Linked DNA regions of Hordeum vulgare: region 1 is linked to region 2. The links are chromatin contacts, called in public Hi-C maps. All regions are on one chromosome and are shown on one strand. The core of a region is the stretch at or near the end of the contact, and the rest is flanking DNA. Distances in the headings are between cores, read along the strand shown. Region 1 has its middle 130 kb from the start of LOC123409238. Region 2 holds the start of LOC123411638 (peroxidase 1-like).

Region 1 (2,700 bases), core at 119-2,618, 160 kb after region 2:
TCAGACAAATATCTATCTAAAGTAAGAAAATCAGACAAGTATCATAAAGAAGATAAGAATAAGAGGCTCACCACGATGGTGCCGGCGACGAGATCGGCGCGGGGCGATCAACGGCGGTGAAAACGGGGACGGGGCGTGACGGACCCCTAAATCTAGACAAATCTCAAAAAAAAATGGGGCTCCTAGGTCGAGCTTCGAGAGGAGAAAGCTTAACTAGTATGGCTCGGGCATTTCATCGAACACCTCATGTGCATAGGAGGTGAACTAGAAATCTCGCCGGATTGAAAAAACAGAGCACTATGGAGTGCTCTGCCGCGGCGGTGGGTATATATAGGCAAGTTATTTGTCCCGGTTCGTGACATGAACCGGGACTAAAGCCACCCCTTCTGTCCCGGTTCATGCCACGAACCGGGACCAATGGTTGTGGGCCAGCAGCGAGGACCATTGATCCCGGTTCGTGGCTCGAACCAGGACAAATGGTTCTACACGAACCGGGACCAATGCCCACGAGGCCTCAGCCGGCCCCCTGAGCTCACGAACCGGGTCTAATACCCCCCATTGGTCCCGGTTCTTGAAGAACCGGGACCAATGGGCTGGCCAGGGCCGAACGATAGCCCTGTTTTCTACTAGTGAGAGCACCTTTATAGTCACCTAGTTATGTTGCGGCGTTTGATACACACAAGACATTCTTCCGGTGTCCAGGAGTTGCATGATCTCATGGTCATAGAAACAAATACTTGACATGCAGAAAACAGTAGAAGTAAACTCACACGATCATATGCTACGTTTATGGTTTGGGTCTTGTCCATCACATCATTCTCCTAATGATTAGGTCCCGTTATCAAATAACAAACCATGTATATGGTCAGGAAACCTTGATCATCTTTGATCAACGAGCTAGTCCATTAAAGACTTATTAGGGATAGTGTGTTATCTATGTATCCACACATGTATTTTTTTTCCAATCAATACAATTTTAGCATGGATAATAAACGATTATTTTGAACAAGAAAATAGAATAATAACTATTTTATTATTGTCTTTAGGGCATATTTCTAACAAAAACGGCCAATGTGCCATCGAGTGGCGGGCTAGGGAATGAAGAAAGTGTGGGTTGTCCGCGTCCGCTTTATGCCTGTGCCATCTCAAATCAGGCTTAAAATTGAGCCGGAAGTGGGTCGACAGGCGGACGAAAAGCGACCGCGTGTCCGTTTGAATCAACGCGTTGGACCGTTTTTTCTGTCCATACAGACCGAAACGAACGGCGACGGACGAAATGGATCGCCGTGTTGAAATTGCTTTTAGCACTTTGTTTAAGTATCCATGTTTTGAAAGAGGTCTATGCATGGGCTAGATCTGGTTAGAGCATGGATGCCCCGACACATCACCGGCACTATGCGCCTGCGTCGGCAGTGCTCCATTATTGGCTATTGCCAACTTGCTCGTTATCATACAGATCTAGAAATAAGTACGTAAATACTAACTCGTCTGCAGTCATTCAAAATTGCCATAAATGGTTCGGCCGGGCTCTGAACGGCATCTGCTACTATTCCATAGTGATCCGAATATAAATATCCCATCCCCTGTGGTCGAACTGACGCGGGATTGATACTGAAGGGAAAGTACGGTGGCCAAAGTAATCACGGCGGCTAGCCTTGATAGATATCACGTGTCTAGGTAGGTTTCATATCGATCCTCTCTTCAGCTAAAGCTAGACTGCTCAAATATTCCAAGCAGGGTTCGTCGATCGATTTGTCAAAAAGTAGGAGCGGATCTCCGGATCTGTTCGGGAAATTGTGGAGAATATGACTAGATGAGCGCAGGACGCACGCAACGACGCAGCACCAGTTTAGCTGACATCGATCCAACCCAACAATTTTTCTCATGATTGGATTGGTGGCTTGAATAGTCAGCTCCATGCGTTAACATGTCGCCGTTAACTCTTACACATCCGTGTGACTATATCTCTATCTCTATTTTTTCTATTTTTTCTCTCCCTAATATATATTACTTCTTCCGTCTTAAAATAAGTGATTCAAAATTGACTCCATTTTGCATTAACTTTAGTACAAAGTTAAGTCATTTTTAAATCATTTATTTTGAAACGGAGGGAGTATTATATAATATATATCTTTCCCTATCTTTCTCTAATAATAAAGTAGCTATTGCTTCTGCCGTACGTCGTTGGTGTTTTTGCAAAAAGCTTCATGTGGTTTTCGATAATTGAACCCGCGGTCCCTACGTAAGTGGATCTGAAGAAACGTTTAGTAAAAAGAAAAACGCTTCGCGATGCCCCGACCCGCACCCGAGCCAGAGCGAACCCTACCATGAGCATTTCCCTCGCCGCCGCCGCCGCCACACCTCATCCCGCTCGCCGCCGCCGCCGCACCTCACCCCGCTCGCCAAGCTGACCTCACGAGTCTTCGCTCGCCGCGTCGCCCTCGGCCTCCTCGACGCTGGACGAAGCTGACCCGCCTTTGCCTCCTCTTTGACACAGGTGCTTGAGAAATGGCAACTATTGCTGCTGCAATCAGAGCTTAGGGACGTCGTGGTGTTGTAGGGGCGGCCCTGCTCGGCGTGGGAGGGAGGCGCCCCGACTGCAAGTGGAAGTGGAGCTTGCCTTGGCGCTGCAGCATCTGCGGGAGCGTCTAGTGCGGCATATGCACATGGGTTAGGGGTATGGCACACACCTTGCATCTT
Region 2 (2,700 bases), core at 29-2,528:
ACCCATTGCCATCGCAGCCCGCCGACGTCCCTTGCAAGAATCCCTGATGCACCAGAGAGCCTGCCTCCGCCAACCACCAATCACACACGGCTAGCAAAAATCACACCGCACCTCACACCGTCGTAGCCGACCCGCTCCAGCCACGACTTGCAACGCCGCCGCGCTGCCATCCTCCACATCTCTGAGAGCGGCAAAGCAGCACCACCGCCTTCACCGGGAGCGGCAAAGCACCGACTGCCCAAGACGAGCAAGCTCGCTGAGCCTAGATCTGGCCCAACCGGGCCCAGATGCATCGTCGCGTCCAGATCCAGGACGCCGTCGGCCTCGTACTGCCGCCCCTCTGCCCGCTCGCGCCGCAGCCACTCCGCCAACTTGCGCCGCCCCACCACCCGCGCGGCGGCCGCGCACCGTCCAGCCATCCGCGCGCATTGGCTGCGTCACAACGCCTCCAGCTCGCTCCGTCCGTGCCGCGTACGCGCGCGTGCCGGCCTCGCCGTGTTCGCGTCGGCCGCACACCTTCGGTGCCACCCAAGCTGCCGCCGACCCGACGCGTCCTGCGGAGCCGCGCACCTCCACAGAGCTGGTCGTCCCGCGCCGCCCGGACGCCTTGTGAGGAGGGATGAGCCCCGCCGCCACCGACGCACGCACAGGCTTTGCCTGGCGGCGTCTCCCGACAACGGCGAGGGAGGGGAGAGGCGAGATGTGGGTTGGCGGCGGCAGAGGCTAGGGTTGCGCCCGGACCGCTCGCGGGAGCGGCATAGAAACTATGGATCTCCTCCCCTCCTTTTTTCTTTTAGGGATTGATGCCTCGGACGTCTTTTTTTTCTTTTCTTTTTGAGGGATTGATGCCTCGGATGTCCGTCGTGTCCTCACGGTGACTGTTGTTGTTTGGCTTGGTCGCCTCACGACTGGCACGGGAGGGAGAAGAGCCGTCCGGCCGGCCGGCTACTTTTCCGCGTGCATCGATCCAAATCCAACACCACGTCGAGTCGACGCAGGCACATGATCAATCAATCAGCAGGGTCCCTACAGTTCCCGACCTTGACTTTAGCAGCCATGGTGGGAACTCACGGCCACGCGTATTCAAGGAAGGCGGTCCAGCCAGCGAACACCAGCGCCATCCTACTGTTCCTCTCCTCGTCGCCGGCCGGGTCCTCTGCTCTTGCTCTGCTGCTACCGTGGCCAGCACACGTACACTGCACCTGCACCTGCATGACTTGTCAAACAAACCAACCAACGACAACCCAAGCTCTATAAAAACAACCCAGGCCAGGCGAGTTAAGCACCCATTACTGCTGTGCAGTTGACGCTCACTGTGCCGTCCTTGTGAGGGTGACAAGTACTTCAGCTAAGCTAAGCTAGCCACCATGGCGAGCAGCGGCAGCCTGGCCGGTCTGGCGGTGCTGCTCACCGCCGTGCTGTGCCTGCAGCTGCCGGTCCACAGCCGCGCCCAGCTGCGCGTCGGGTTCTACAACACCACCTGCCCCAACGCCGAGGCCATCGTCCGGCAGGCCGTCACCGCCGCCTTCGCCACCAACTCCGGCGTCGCCGCCGGCCTCATCCGCCTCCACTTCCACGACTGCTTCGTCGAGGTACGTGCGCGCGTGCGTACCTGTTGCATGTGTAGCATGCATGATCAGGAGCAGTCGCACATACTAGTTGCTTTGCTTTTTGTACTCCAAGAGCTACTACGTTTTTTCAAGACATACGCTCACAACATGCATGCATACCCATCTCTTATAAACATATGTACGTACACATTATTACTACTGGCACGTTTGAAAGATTGGACTGACATCTCTTAAGATTGAGCTAACAGATCATACCTACGTCGAAATTCAAATGAATTCAGAGAGTATGGCAGCAGTCATGTCAAATCTACGATGCTTGTTCTACCATAATTAAATAACCTAACCAATTAAGTTTTGCTTAGTTTGCAATTTCATGCTAAGAGCGTCTACAGTCCAACCCCTCAAACATATCTCAAACACCCGGACAACCCGTCCTGTCATTGACCGACCACAAAAAAAAAATCCAGCCGAAACCCTTACACCCATCTCAAACACCCGGACTGACCAGTACGTCCGGTCAGTCTGCCACGCAGGGACGAAGCCAACATGCAAGCATAAGGGGGACAAGTTTGTTCATGGAGGGGGCAAAGTTCATACGAAGTAAAAAAAAATAGCTATAACAACCATTATATAGAAAAATCAATTTGTTAGGGGGGTCTAGCCCCCCTTGTCCCCCCTAGAATCGTCCCTGCTGCCATGTAAGACGCGACCGCATCCTGGACTATTTTTTTCTCTTTCTTTATTCATTTTTTTTTTCATCAATCACGTGCACTGAGTAGGCACGTCCGCGGACGTTTGAATGAACAGATTTGCAAGTTCTGGTTGTAGATGCTCTAAGCTACCTAGCCGCATATGTTTTTCATATATACGACGCGTGTATCTTTTCTGCATTTTTGTCATGTCTAAACTTTGTTCATGAAATTAAATAGCTCATGTAATTGCCAAGGTCCTTATTCATCTTCGAACGGAGAACATGCTAACCATCTTTATTATTGGTCTCAAATGGATGAGAATAAAGAGGAGCCTTTGGACATGATAGTAACAAAATGGCCCTTTTGAAGTCAGATGCATGGTAACCAGAAACTTTCCAACTAACTAAAAACTTTACGTCTGCGTCAGGGCGTTCAAA

Evidence for each region. Hi-C and Micro-C count contacts between places; a contact is called where the count stands out from the background.
Region 1: a contact with region 2 is called in a Hi-C map of seedling, with 4 times the contacts expected there. The contact joins the enhancer-like site here to the promoter of LOC123411638 in region 2. A contact is called at or near these places in 3 of 6 Hi-C or Micro-C datasets (leaf and seedling).

Annotation. Positions count from the first base shown.
Region 1 is chr7H:486,139,068-486,141,767 of MorexV3_pseudomolecules_assembly, forward strand. No RefSeq gene overlaps it. Among protein-coding and RNA genes, the nearest start is that of LOC123409238, 130 kb to the right of the region's middle. Within about 2 kb of position 1,369, at least 3 of the 3 cell types and tissues checked have open chromatin away from gene starts, as enhancers often do. A contact at or near this core is called in leaf and seedling, where this site is marked.
Region 2 is chr7H:485,980,354-485,983,053 of MorexV3_pseudomolecules_assembly, forward strand. LOC123411638 (peroxidase 1-like) reads left to right here and starts at 1,279. Exons shown (of 2, transcript XM_045104601.1): 1 at 1,279-1,592. The coding sequence starts at 1,368.